Linked DNA regions of Mus musculus: regions 1, 3, 4 and 5 are each linked to region 2. Evidence: chromatin contacts called from public Hi-C, HiCAR-type and promoter capture Hi-C data. All regions are on one chromosome and are shown on one strand. The core of a region is the stretch at or near the end of the contact, and the rest is flanking DNA. Distances in the headings are between cores, read along the strand shown.

What was found. Promoter capture Hi-C pulls out the DNA fragments that hold promoters and counts their contacts. A called contact is a pair of places that touch in the nucleus more often than the background predicts. HiCAR-type assays count read pairs that join an accessible place to other places.
Region 1: a contact with region 2 is called in a promoter capture Hi-C map of liver, with 4 times the contacts expected there. The contact joins the promoter of Mri1 here to the promoter of 4921524J17Rik in region 2. A contact is called at or near these places in 2 of 39 promoter capture datasets (cranial neural crest and liver) and 1 of 484 Hi-C or Micro-C datasets (B cells).
Region 3: a contact with region 2 is called in a promoter capture Hi-C map of liver, with 5 times the contacts expected there. The contact joins the promoter of Prkaca here to the promoter of 4921524J17Rik in region 2. A contact is called at or near these places in 2 of 39 promoter capture datasets (liver and pre-B cells).
Region 4: a Hi-C map of CD4 T cells shows a contact between it and region 2, with 11 times the contacts expected there. The contact joins the promoter of Asf1b here to the promoter of 4921524J17Rik in region 2. A contact is called at or near these places in 1 of 39 promoter capture datasets (cranial neural crest) and 1 of 484 Hi-C or Micro-C datasets (CD4 T cells).
Region 5: a HiCAR-type map of astrocytes shows a contact between it and region 2, with 4 times the contacts expected there. The contact joins the enhancer-like site here to the promoter of 4921524J17Rik in region 2. A contact is called at or near these places in 1 of 484 Hi-C or Micro-C datasets (embryonic stem cells), 4 of 115 datasets of contacts at active chromatin or transcription factors (astrocytes, bone marrow-derived dendritic cells, embryonic forebrain and 1 more) and 1 of 9 other capture datasets (embryonic stem cells).

The regions. Positions count from the first base shown.
Region 1 is chr8:84,255,974-84,258,673 of GRCm38.p6, reverse strand. Mri1 (methylthioribose-1-phosphate isomerase 1) reads left to right here and starts at 1,350. Exons shown (of 5, transcript NM_026423.4): 1 at 1,350-1,784; 2 at 2,255-2,430. The coding sequence starts at 1,414. It overlaps Ccdc130 (coiled-coil domain containing 130), which reads left to right. Exons shown (of 10, transcript NM_026350.3): 10 at 1-907. The coding sequence ends at 193.
Region 2 is chr8:85,431,431-85,434,130 of GRCm38.p6, reverse strand. It overlaps 4921524J17Rik (RIKEN cDNA 4921524J17 gene), which reads left to right and starts at 1,290. Exons shown (of 4, transcript NM_025722.3): 1 at 1,290-1,472. The coding sequence starts at 1,407.
Region 3 is chr8:83,971,720-83,974,419 of GRCm38.p6, reverse strand. Prkaca (protein kinase, cAMP dependent, catalytic, alpha) reads right to left here and starts at 1,442. Exons shown (of 10, transcript NM_008854.5): 1 at 1,188-1,442. The coding sequence starts at 1,233.
Region 4 is chr8:83,954,337-83,957,036 of GRCm38.p6, reverse strand. It overlaps Asf1b (anti-silencing function 1B histone chaperone), which reads right to left and starts at 1,343. Exons shown (of 4, transcript NM_024184.2): 1 at 1,100-1,343. The coding sequence starts at 1,208. It overlaps Gm10644 (predicted gene 10644), which reads left to right and starts at 1,704. Exons shown (of 5, transcript NR_169070.1): 1 at 1,704-1,934.
Region 5 is chr8:86,869,531-86,872,261 of GRCm38.p6, reverse strand. All of the region lies in intron 1 of N4bp1 (NEDD4 binding protein 1), which reads left to right. Among named protein-coding and RNA genes, the nearest start is that of N4bp1, 14 kb to the left of the region's middle. Within about 2 kb of position 1,326, at least 62 of the 459 cell types and tissues checked have an H3K27ac peak or open chromatin away from gene starts, as enhancers often do.

The sequences.
Region 1 (2,700 bases), core at 101-2,600, 1.2 Mb after region 2:
ACCAGGAACCACCCAGGGTAGCAAGACACTTGAAGAGGCAGCAGAAGCATCCAGGACCAGCAAGACATCAGAATCCAAGAGAAACTGTAGTGATCAGGCCTTCCCCCTAGGTTCCTCCCAGGAGGACCTGCTGAACCCCAACACCCCCAATGCCTCCCTGGTGGCTGACTACTCTGACTCAGAGAGCGAGTAAGGGAGTCAGAATTCCAGGACCAGAAGCCATGACGCGTCCAGACCTTAGGGACTGGCACATTGCTGCCAGCCCAGATACAGACCTACCTTCCTATACAGATTATTATTTATTTGGTTTTGGTGAGAATGCCTGTGCCTTGATGTAACCCTGATACCTGAGCATTAAAGTGCTGTTCTTTGTCCCTGCCTTGTTTCTAAACTCATCTAGTAGCTGCCCTGCCCTCACTTCCAGCCAACTAAGCAGATGCTGCTGCATCGTTGTGACGGCAGTGTGGCCCCACAAAGCCCGATGAAGGGTTTGAGATACTGACCAAGATTGGCCACGGCCTGGGGTGACGTCCCCTTATGAGGTGTCAAGGACTACATAAGGAAGGTTGAAAGAGGGCCAGGCTGCTGGAGCCAGAGAAATAAAGCTAACGGCAGGCAGGAAGAACATCCAAACTCCATGTCATGGGCTGGTGTGGGTCACTCATAGTGGCCAGCCAGTAGGGATGTTTGTGAAACAACCTCAAAAACACCCTAATCCAGCCAGGCATAGTGGGCAGACAACCGTCATCCTGGCACCCCAGCAATAGAGACAAGGTGTGGTCCAGCTTTAAAATAGGGTTTCTCATGTATCCCTGGCTGTCCTGGAACTCGTTCTGTAACTATTGTGGAGCCAGATTCACAAATATATCTCTACCTCCTGAATGCTGGAATTAAAATCTGAGGTTTATTTTTGTGTGTTTGCATGTTGTGAGTATGTTGTCTCACTGAGGTTTGAAAGAGGGCCTTGAATCCTTTAAAACTAGCGGCAGTCGTGAAGCCTTTGGTCCTCTACAAGAGCAGAATGCACGCCTAACCATTGAGCAATCTCTTCAGGCCCTGAGAATAAACGTCCCTCATGGTGCTTGCTTTTTTTTAAAAAAATGGAGACAAAAGTAGTCCCACGGAAGGTCGTTTGACACGCTGATTAAGCGCTGGGTGTCTGTGAGCCGTGGATAGGCAGAGCTGAGAGTTCCAAGTCATCGCTTCAGTAACGGATGGACGATTTCCGGCAAAAAAATAGCCCCATCACCAAGCATCTTGGAGCTAGAACTCGGCCTTGGGAGAAGTTACAGCCACTCTGGAAGACGCTAATCGCCCGATAACCTAGGAGCGCGTGCGCATGCGCACGCGGCAGGACGCAACTCCGCCCCGCAGCCTGTGCAGGATTCCTCGTGGCCCTGCAGGGTAGGCAACATGACACTGGAAGCGATCCGCTACTCGCCCGGCTCGCTGCAGATCCTCGACCAGCTGCAGCTGCCAGAGCACTGCCACTATGAGGCACTGAGCTCCGTGCAGCAGGCTAGTGAAGCCATCCGCGCCATGAAGGTGCGCGGAGCCCCGGCCATCGCGCTGGTCGGCTGCCTCAGCCTGGCCGTGGAGCTGCGGGCCGGCGCCGGCGGTCCCGGACTCGCTGCTCTGGTGGCCTTCGTGCGAGACCAGCTGCGCCTCTTAGTCGCCGCCCGGCCCACCGCTGTCAACATGGCCCGCGCCGCCCGCGATCTGGGTCAAGTGGCAGCCCAGGAGGCGGAACGAGAGGGTGCCACTGAAGAGACCGTGCGGGAAAGGTACGGGATCCTGGACCAGTCTTGTGTGCTCTGCCCAGCTTTCCTCTCTACCATTTTCTTTCCCATCCCACTTCCGGTCCAGCCACTTGGTTCTTACTGCTTTTCTGTTGCACCGGTACGGCTCCTGCCTGTGGCTGAGACTAGAGTCTAGAGCATTAAAGCACTGGAGTTAGAACTTCATCTCCAGGTTCCTGCTCCTTCCCCTCCCCTTCTGTAAAAACACCTTGTCCCTGATTCTGCCCCTTCCTGTTCATCAACTGCCTCTCCCACCATGACGTCATCATCACAGAGGTAAAGGGTTTCCTCCTGTTTACTGCTGTGCGTCAGCCCCAGCTCCTGGCTCACTTATATTAGTGATCAGAGTGGAAGTGTCCTCAGGCTCTCAGAACCCCACCTCACCTTTAAAGGGCGGCCCCTTCAAAGTTAGCCAGCTCCCTTCCAACAGTGCTAAGAGCTTCTTCTGTCCCCAGAGTGATCCGCTTCGCCGAGGATATGTTGGAGAAGGACCTCAAAGACAACCGGAGCATCGGGGACTTGGGAGCCCGCCATCTCCTAGAGCAGACCAACCCCAGGGGTGGCAAGGTGACCGTGCTGACCCACTGTAACACGGGTGCTCTGGCCACTGCTGGCTATGGTACAGCGTTAGGTGAGGAGGCACCTTCAATTGTTAGGGCATGGGACATGTTATGGGATGCAAGGCAAAGCAACTGGAGCTGGGGGTGTAGTTCAGTGGCAAGAGTACTTGCTTAGCTAGGGCTGGCTCAGCAGCTTAAAAGTATGGACCCCTCTTGCAAAGACCTATTAAGTTCTCAGCACCCACAGTAACTACCTGCAGCACCCTCTTCTGGCCTCCACGAGCACATGCCCTTACATGCATAGAGACACACATGTACATAATTAAAAATAAACACTAGGG
Region 2 (2,700 bases), core at 41-2,540:
ATTCGTGTGTCAATTCTTTTCCAACTTGGCAATCAAACAGGACTGTGAGTTCTGACCCCAGCTGATACAGAAAAATCACTAACTCTAAGCCCACTTTCTTTCTTCCTGTGATCCATCTCCCTAGTGTGCCCTCTTTTCTTTCTTTTTTTCTTTTTTTTTAGATAGGGTTTCTCTGTATAGCTCTGGCTGTCCTGGAACTCACTTTGTAGACCATGCTGGCCTCGAACTCAGAAATCCGACTGCCTCTGCCTCCTGAGTGCTGGGATTAAAAGCGTGCAGACACCACACCGGGCTTAGTGTGCCCTCTTGAGAGAGTAAAGGTCGTGTGTGTGTCCAGGCAGTGAACATTACATTTCTCTTACTTGCAAGACCAGTAGCCCAAGATAATGCTGTCAGCTCCAGATGTCATCTGCTCCCTTTGATCCAAAGTGGCAGAAGTTTTGTGTCCCTTCAAGGCTGATCCTGGAGACTTCCTTAGGGGGTTATTTGGGATTGGGGAACCCTTGTGTTAAGGACTCTATTCACACACACACTTCTTTTAACTGACTTTACATTTTCACACGTTTAGATTTTTTTTTTTTGGACAGGTAGTGTCTTTGTCCTGAGATACCTTTCCTATAGTACAGAGTATGAGGAGTCTCTTTAACAATGGCAGATGCTCTGTGTGTTACCCCTCCCTTTTCTGCAACTTTATACCCAGCTCATGCTCCTTTCTTCATCAAACTACAGTTTAAAAATATCTCTCTGCTCTCTCACTGTAGATCTGAACAAGAGCAGTGAAAGCTGGGATGATAGGAGTGCACAGCATTTTGTTTCACTTTTCAAATAATTTGCTTTTAATTTTAAACTACTCAGTATCAGTGATACACAAGATGAAACCAGACCAACCTCTCCACCCCCTCCAAAAACAAAGCCTTGTAGACTGTTCCTTGAAGGCAGACATTTCTTATTCGGTGTGCTTAATAGTGGATCGTAGGCAATTATTTAATGAATAGTGAAGTTTATACCCCTGACGCTGGAAGCCTAGGGGTTTCATCGAGTGTCTATTATAATTTCTCTCGGATTAGCATTGCTGACATTTGCAGAGAGGTTTTCCGTTGCCAGTAACCATTTCAGGCTCTGGTTCTGGGGCCGACGAGGGGGCGTGCCCAGCACCAGGGCTCGGCCCACCTGTGCGTTGGTTGGTGGAGTCTCGTCGGAGCCACGCCCCCGAGCGGTCCACCGCCTTAGAGGGCGTGGCGATGGGACTTCCCTGGAAGGGCCGCGGCGCCCCCCTCCTCCAACCCGCACGCAGCCCCGCGCACGCGCACGCGCGCCTCCACGGCTGGGTCGCGGCTGGAGTGAGGACGCGCTGTGTGGAGCAGCGGAGGCACGGCGCTGCTTCCACCGCTGCTCAGGAGGGGAGCATGTCTGCAACTCGAGCCAAGAAAGTGAAGATGGCCACCAAATCGTGCCCCGAGTGCGACCAACAGGTGGGCTGGGCCGGCGCGAGCGGGCGGGGCGGGCAGGGCGGGTGGCCGTTGCTCGGCGGCGGTTGGCGGTGCGCGGCGGCCCGCGGGCGGCGGGGGCCTGGGAGCGGGGACCCGGCGCTGCCCCTTCTGGTCCCGGGCCGGCCCGCGGACCCCTGCCGCCCCGCATGGCTTTGTTCGCGGTTGGGGAGAGTGCGGTGCTGCTTCTCAGCTGTCGCTCCCCGCCACCTGGGTGGCAGCATAAAGCAGACAAAAGGACAGTAATGGTGCTAACTTTTTTGCAAATTTGTGGACTTCCGGAACGCCGCAAAAAAACCAACCAGTTTGATGTGTGGTTTCTAGTCCTTCCACTACGTTGTTAACGGAACACGGTTCGAATAAAGTCGGCGTTGAGGCTCTTCCTCTCTGCGTGTGCCCCGTCCCATTCGTGCTATTTACTGTTGTAAATTTGACATGTCTGCTTACAGATTTTTTTTTTAAATATGCGGATTCGTGAATTTGAAATCATTCATATTTAGACTGAACTCATGGAGTAATAGTCGTAATTTTTAAAAAAATCATTTTTCTTTTCCTACATTTAAGTACGCCTAATTATAGTGTGATGAACAAAAACTCATTCCATTAAAATCATCCTTAGGCCTTCATGCCGGCATGCAGATCTGGCTGTACTTCTTTTTCCTGAATCTTCCTAAAATGACTACCTCTCTCTCTTCCCCTCCCCCCTCCTTCTCTCTGGAGTAATTGGAAATGGGTGGAGACTTAAAATCTGATTTAAGTATATTATTTAGGGCGTGTCCTTGTAGGTTTATTAAAATCTTTAAACAAAAAAGTTACATGTTTTATTCAGTATGATTTATAGGCAATGTTTAAAAATGCTGATGATGGAAAGTTGTGCAAGTTTAGTCGATAGAGCATACCAGTCTGCAATATCAAAACAGTCATGTTTTCCAAAATGTAGAGTTACGTTCATTCTTTCCACCCAACTAAATTGTAGCAAACTTGCACTTTGTGATCAGTCTGTTGGCAGATTACTTTGATGTTTAAATAATTTTCAGTTAAGGCTTTTACAGTATGAATTATGCATTCTGTTTCTGTAGGGCACAAGTCCCTTGTTTTACTTGGCATAAAATAATCTTTTGGGGAAAATATCTGTTTTTAATTTCCTGGTTATTGGCCAGTGAGATGGCTTTAGGTGGTAAAGGTGCTTTCTGCTCAAGCCTGACTACCTGAG
Region 3 (2,700 bases), core at 193-2,692, 1.5 Mb after region 2:
AATTTCAAATATAGAATCACTTTTTTTTCCCTGGCTAGAAAAATTCAGCATGGTTTTTTTTTTGGGGGGGGGGTGTGTGTATGTGTGTGTGGATATACCTCCCTCTGGGTGAGCCCTCGGTATGCACAGAATCCATCTGTCTTAAGCAAACCAAATCATTAGCTGTCACCTATTGCTGGATGGCGTTACCCCAATGCGCGCAATTCTTCTGACCATCCCCATTCAGTGGAATGAGCCTTTGCTATTCATTTCATCCGCAGTTTCAAACCAGCCCCAGGGGCTGGGTGAACGACAGAACCGCAGTTGTGAAACGACCATTTATTGAGGGGCCTTCTAAGGAACCCAGACCTCAGGGTAGGCCAGGAGGGTGCTCTGCCGCTTTACCTCACCCGCAACCCAAGAAAAAGGACAGACGTAATGGCTCTGAGCAAGACCAGCTCCAACTTGGATAAGGAAGCGCAGAAGCAGCTCTCTAGGTTCATAAACAGTCTGCCACCCCAGCCAGGGCCAGACGAATGCACGGAGGAGGTGGAGTGACAGGATGAGAGGGGCAGAGGGACCCAGAAAGATCTTGTCCCCCATGCCAAGTGACACAGAAGGGAAAAACAATGCAGGAGGTGGCCCCGGGAAATGCTCATGGGGGTGGGGGTGGCTTGGAGGTGGGAGCTGTGATGAGGTGAATCGGGCAGGGGTAGGAGAAAGATGGCGGGGGCTGGAGGGGGAGGGGTGTGGTCACCAAGTGGCCAAGGTCCCTGCAGCGTGGACCCCACAGCACTCCCGAAACTGGCAGGAGCCTGGATCAGGGTCAGGCATTGGGGCGCTGTGTGGGAAAGGTAAGTGACGAAGTGGGAGGGGGTATAGAATCTGGAGAAAGGGACTAGGAGAAGAGGGGTTGGTGTGGTGACAGGGCCTCATCTGGGGCCCCGGCGGTCATACATGCAATGGTTGGCAGTGACAGCTGGGTGGGGGGGCACGGCCTTTGCAGTGGGGGATGGTAGGCCATGGGCACCAGGCCCTACTGGGGGCAAAGTATCTCTGCGGTGATCCGACCCCAACGTGAACAGGCAGCAGGCAGGGGTGCAGGCAGACAAGATTGGGGGGGCATATGGGGGAGGGGCCATGCAGTGATGGGCATTGCGCGGGCAGGCCGCACGCAGTGAAGATCAGGGTGACGGCCGGGCACTCACCGCTCTCCTGCTCGCTGCCCTTCTTGGCGGCGGCGGCGTTGCCCATCGCGGCGGCGTCGCGGCCGGGGCCAGTCCCGGAGCTGCGACGCGGCGGGTGCTAAGGTGGCCGGCGGCCCCGGAGCGCGCTGGGCAGCGGAGGCGGCGGCCCCTGGGGCTGGCTGCGCTGGCTGCGGCGCCACGACCCCCGCCCAGCCCCTGCTTCCCGCGTCTCTCTGCGCCCGCCCGCGGGGGAGCCTCAGCCCAAGTCCTCTGTCCGTGACGCCCCCGCAGCCCACCGCCCATTGGTTCAGGCCTCCCTGACTGACAGCCCTACGCCGCTGTCCATTGGCCCTCCGGAACCCTCCCGCGCCACCATAGGCTCCTGGATGAGTGACGCGAGTTGCAGACTCTCCGCCACTCACGGGCTCGTGAGGCCGCAGTCGGGCGGGCGAACGCACGTGATTGGCCGAGAAGCCCGAGAGGGCTTGGGGCTGCCCCTGCGAAGCCGTCGATTGGCGGAGACAGGCGGCCCCGGCTAGTGTCAGTCCCGGGGTGAGAGGGCGGGGCAGCGGCTCAGGCTGCGGCCCGGGCAGCGGGCGGGGCGGAGGCTGCGGCGGCTGGAGGGTGGCTGGGTGGCAGGCGCTGCGAGGTGCGGGAGGCGGCCCGGCGGACGCCCGTGCGGCAATGTGCGCGCTGCAGTCTCCCGCCCCTGCCCAGTGCGGCAGCGGCCACGGGCCAGAGGTTGACGCCACGGCGGGCCGGCGCAGCGGCTGTCCACCTGCCAGGGGGGGAGGGGCGGGCTGGCGCCGAGGGTCAAGGGTCGCCGGGCGCCGTTCGGTGTCATTCATAAGGAGGCCCGACACTGGGCAGCCGTGACCCAACTAGCTCGGGGTCCGCTTTGGTTTGCTCGCGACACAACTGGAGCTGCAAGGGGATGTTGGACCCAGAACTGAGGGCGTGCTGGGAGGAGACTCAGAGTATCTACACTCTTTGCTAAGGCTCAACCCTAGGCCCCTGAAAAGTAGTAACTACGGACGCCAGCCAAGTGCATTACTTCTTGTACCTTGCACGTTGGGCCTGCCATACTCCCATTTTATGGAGGCTCGGTCAGGCTAGTTCCTTGCTCTTAACTAATCTCCATTGCCTAGACATGACCAACATAACCTGCCCCTTTTGGGCAGGAAGAGAGCCGTTCTCCTTCCTTCTGGATGCTCATCTTTAAATTTTGTTTTTATGCAATGCTGGGGATTGAACACGATGCATACTCCCTGCGAAGTAAGCATTGTACCACTGAACTAGAACCTCACTCGGTGTTCTTTCAAGTCTGCACTGTCAGAACGTGGTCAGTTTCCCACCTTGCCACTGACACCAGGGGCCTGAGCACTCTGCTGGAGGGTCTCCTGCACACTAGGTTGATATCAGAACCCCACCCTCACACTCTGGATGCTGGTACTCTTCCATCTGTCTGCTGCCTGGGACAACACAAACATCTCCAGATACTGCTAAATGTACTCTTGGAAACAAATTATCCCTA
Region 4 (2,700 bases), core at 94-2,593, 1.5 Mb after region 2:
TAGTTGCCACAGCCTAGGCTCTCAGAGCTCCACCTCCTCAGCTGCTACATCCTTTCAACACTCAGTAGAGAAATGGTCTCGTGGAGTGTTGAAAGCAGGTCCTCTGAAAACAGGACTTGCCTTTTGCTGGGGAGCTGAGAATCCAAAGTGACTTCACAGTTTACATGTTCATGGATTTATTTGAAAGTCTTTTGCTCTTTATGGCTCTTGTTCTCTCATCTGTGTGATGAGAGCCATGTCCACCTTTATGTCCCACAGATGAATTAAGTCATTCTGTGAAAGATCCACAAAAGCCCGTGGCCTCCCAGTTGATGGAAGTTGGATCCCATCCCTGTTTGGTCAGTCCACCCACTCCCCAGACAAGGTCAGCCCATCAAAAGGGATGAGGGGTTCCTTGCACTGAGTTAGCTGGCAGCTAGTAGAAATCTCAGAAACTGGAAGAGGCCTGCCTGGCTGTGGCACCCCTCACCTCAGGACATTCACCCAGACCAGGAGCTGGGGAGACCAAGTTACCTACAAAGCCTGGAGTCAGAAGCCCCCATCTCTCCTCAGAGGGAGCTCAGACATAGGATCTGGGACTAACCTAAAGGAAGAAGGCTTATAGGCAACACCATGTTGTTACGGTTGGCAAGCAGGAGTTGTGGGGGACAAATCTGGAGTTGTCTGGGGAGGGGGTTTTTGGGAGCCATGGGGTGAAGAAGGTCTTGACATGGGCGGACAGGGCAACAGAAGAGTCTGGCTGCTTTGTAGGAAAAGATACCCACAAGGAAAAGGGGGGGGGACGGGACTGGAGGTTGGGATTCCATAGGACACGTGGATGGTTTCTTAGGAGGAAGGGCATCAACGCGGGGTCTAGCCATAGGGAAAAGGCGTGGCTGCGGGTCTCCAGGGAAAGCGTACAAGGACAAGCGGTGCAAGACGAAGGGTGACGAGGCCTCCACCAGACAATGTACACTGGACAGAGCCGGCTCCACCGAGAGACCGGAGCTGGGCCATGGAGGCGTATCTAATGGGAGATCTAGTTGGCCCCGGGAGATTGGGGGTGGCGAAACCCCGAGGGCAGGAGGGTCTGGGGTCCCCGGCTCAGGCCCGGCCTCACCGTCAGACAGGGCCTCACTGCATTCGAAGCTGATCTCGAACCGGAAGGGGCTGTGGAAAGGGCTCGGGTTCTCCAGCACAGCCACATTCAGCACCGACACCTTGGCCATCACCGCGCCCGGGAGCCGCAGCTGCTGTGGAGACTTCTTCACAGTGACTTGCGACAGAGAAGAAGGGGGGGACGACAGGACGGAAACCTCCCTGCGTCTCCCAACTCTTCCCTCTGAAGCGCTCCTCCGCTCAGCGCGCTCCCTTCAAATAGCCGGCTCCGCCTTCCAGCCAATCGCCGCTAAGGACCGATGACGGCGCGAGCCATCAGCCAATCTCGAGGCGTCTTCAGGCGCGCGCCTGGACCCTCAGACCAATCAGAGAAGCTCCCTCTTCACGGGCCCCAGGAGGCGGAACGTTAATCTCTTAGCTTCGTAAAGGTCTATCGGGAACCAATCCCTGGAGTCTCCGACTGGAATAGCTCGCTCCGGGGTGGGCGGAGTTAGAGCGCGGAACTTCTCTTGTCCAATCCCAAGGGTTACCGCACCGGCATCCCCCGCCCCTCGTTCCGCTTTTCCGGTAGACGCACCTCACAGAGAGCAGCGCCACCAACGGCCGAACGGTGGCGCGCGACTCTCACTAAAACGCGCTGAGAAGACGGCACTCGCACTCGCAGTGATTGAGTATCGATCGTGGGCGTGGCCGTAAGCGGGTTTCTGAGACGTGATTGGCTATTATGGTGGGCGTGAGGAACGCCGGGCTGGAGAGCTGTGGAAATCGCACACCCTCACAGTGAAAAGCTTTAAGGAGGAGAGAGTGGCCTGGGCGGTTTAGGCGGCTGTCAGCAGGTGAGCGTTTCTGGGGACTACCCTGAGGGGTTCCTACCTTTGAAAATCATGGTCGAGGAGACTGTCGAGAAGGTTTAGATCACCCCTGAGACAAGATGGCGTAGCGATGAGAGGGGATACAGGATCGAGTCTCAGTCCGAAGGGAGTTCTGGTTCGTGGACAGACCAGGGTTTGAATCCTGCCTCTGCACTCTGTCTTTCAGCCCGGGCTCGGTGACGCACGCTTTTTATCCCAGCACACGGGAGGCAGAGGCAGGTGGACCTGTGAGTTCGAGGCCAGCCTGGTCTGCAGAGCAAGTTCTAGGACAGCCAGGGCTACACAGAGAAACCCTGATCCAAAACCAAACCAGTTAACTGCCGCTGTCTGTGAAACTTACCTTTTCTCCTTACTTTCTGGTTCTTTATACCCTGTCATAGCTTCTTACACAACCTTTACCAATCACATCTTTTAAAGGTTAAAACAAAATGGAAAGGTAGATGCGTGCCATTAATCTCAGGACTCAGAGGTAGGCAGACTTCTGTGGGCCAGCCTGATCTACACAGTGAGTTTGGGGAAGTAAGTAAATTAGTTTTCATACTTGGCCAATGCAAAAAGGCCAAGAAGCAATGAATATGATTTTTAATAGACACTTAACTAAATAGGACAAAAATAATCATTTCAAATATGACCATTCTAAAAACACCAATGAGCTATCCTGCACCTTTTTACTCATTGAGAAGTCTTTGGGATCCTGTATGTGTTTCACATTTCAAACAGGTCTGTAACC
Region 5 (2,731 bases), core at 77-2,576, 1.4 Mb before region 2:
TCTCTAGAAAAACAGGAACCCACTTTCACCTTTTGCTTCACTAGTTCCCGGCACATGCTTGGTGCCTCAATGTACAGTGGATGAACAAGTGAATGAACAAAGCAAGTTCTTTCATGCTTTAAGCAAAATTACAGTTAATATAATCTGGACTGTTTCTGCATGTTTCTCCAAATTCTTTTTTTCTGGAATATGTTAAATTTGTTTGCTGATCATGGTGAGGAAATCTACCTATAAAAGACCCTTGTCTTCATCTTTTTTATTGCCTTTTTTTCCTTTTTGAGACAGGCTCTCACTGTAGCCCTGGCTGGCTTGACACTTGCTGTGTAGACCAGGCTGGGTCTGAGCTCCACTGCCTGTGCCTCCCGAGTGCTGGAACTAAAGGCCAGCCTCACTATGCCCAACTTGTTAATTGTTCTTGAGATGCGTTTCTGATTCTTTGATTTATGTAAATAAAGTATATTTGAAACTTAAAATAATTAGGAGAGGCTGGGCATGTCAGCTATTTGCCTTTAACCCTGGTGTCCGGACCCCTGGAACTGGAATTAAGATGGTGGTTGTGAGTCTCTCAGCATGGGTGCTGGGAACCAACCCTGGGCCTTCTGCAAGAGCAGGACATGCTCTTAACCACTGAGCCATCTCTCCAGCCCTCCTTCACTTCCACTTCTCCTTTTTTTAAAAAATTGATTTGGTGTTTTTTGAGACTGGATCTCATTCTGTACCTGAGGCTGGCCTTAAACTTAGGCCATTCCTCCTGCTCCAGTCTTCTTAGTGGTGAAATTCTAGCCTTAGGGCACCATGCTTCGCTTCATATTCTTATCTTACTAGCACTCTTCACTCTGATTTCCTTTATTTCCTTTCTTTTGACATCCTGATTCCTGTTGCATGGATTTAGTATCATTTTATATGTGTTAGAAAATGTGAATTTTTTTTTCTGTACCGAGGAAGGATTTGTGGTGGATCGTTTTCATTGTCAGCGTTGACACAGTCTAGAATCAGTTGGTAAGAGAAGCCCAGTGAGGCATCGTGTGCATCAGGTTGGTCTGTGGGGAAGCTGACTTAATTTCATTTGTTGGTGTAAGAAAATCCAGCCTAGAACTGTGTGGTAGGTAGCAGTTTCCTGGGTTGGGTCCTGTACTGTGAAAAGAGAAAGCAAGCTGAGTGGGAGTGAGCGTGAATTCCTTGGAGACACCTTGTCACCAGCTGTGCTGTGGTCCTGCCACCTTGACTTTTCTGCTAGGATAGACTGTCGCCTGTAACTGTGAGCTAAAGAAGCCCTTCCCCCCAAGGGTTGCTTTCTGTAAGTGTATTTTATCATAGCAACTGAAACTGAAATCAAAACAGTATTGAAACTCCAGCCTCATGCTGCCAAATGCTCTTTCTCTGGGCACCATCTGCAGTTCTGAAATTGTCTTAAGAACTATGAATTGCCCAGGATTGCCCCTCCCACTTTCTTGGTTTTTATGCTGTTTTATTGTGTTTGTCTCATAGCCATGCCTTCTTTCACACGCAGGTATCTTTATGTGTTTCATGGAAAATCCTTTTAAAGGCCAGTTTGGAGATTTGGATCTGGGCAGGATATGTTCATTGGGGGCTTTACTGTGGATCAATCAGGAAATAGTCCTTTAAAGAGAGTGTTTGGGGTTCCTTTATCTAGAAAAGAGATTTCTTCCCTTTACCTTACCAGTTGCCAGTTGCTGCTGGCAGCCGACTGAGGAGATCTAATCAACCCTCCCTTATCCAAGTGGCTGTAGGACGTCCTCTGCATAACTCGATTTGATACCAGTGAATACAACCACATAGCTCCTTACTTGGACAGACAGCTTCCCTTACACTAACGGATGGGTGTAAGGTGATTCCCAGTCCTCGGATGGCAGGTTAAGCACCCTGAGAGTACTATACATACTGCTGTCATAGCTGGACAGAGGGCCTGGGGGAGCCATTTTATTTAGGCTTGGAAACAGGAACAGATAAACTGGGAGAGACCTAAATTTAGAGGACTTATAAGCCATTGGTAGTGAGTTTACTGCCCCTGCCAAGTTTGGTTGGCTTTATTACTACAATTATTGATTTATTTATTCTTTATCAAAGTAGAGTGGGGGTATAAGGGTATGCACAGAAGTTTGCAGGGGTCCAATCTCTTGTTCTACTGTGTGAGTCCTGGAAATGGAACTTAAGTTGTCAGTTTTGTCAGTAGGAACCTTTATCCACTGAACCATTTGCTGACCACCTCCTTGTTAGCCCAGATTGGCCTTGAACTCAGAGATTCACCCGCCTGCCTCTGCTCCCCAGTGCTAGAGTTAAAGACATGTGCCAACCCAGCCCAGGCAGCTTGGTCTACATAGCCAGGGCTACATAATAGAGAAACCCTGTCACAAACAAACAAAAACAAGAGGCTTTTCAGAACTGAACATAACAGCAACAGCATGGTGCCATCCTGCACAGGGATATTCCAAAACTGTATGGCGTGGAAACCACAACTCATAAGACAGATCTGTTATCTCTTAAACATGCCAACTTCTTAGAACTGAAACAGAGTTTAGCATCGCATACCCTAGCATTCAGTATGGATAACAAGTGACTTGGCATATGAGTTATTGGGAAATCTTAATTATTGCAGGAAAGGGTGCAAATATTACTGCTGAGGACACATAGGTGTTGGAATCATCTGATAAAAGCTAAAACCCCTGTTATAAAAATTCCCCAGATGCCGGGCGTGGTGGCGCACGCCTTT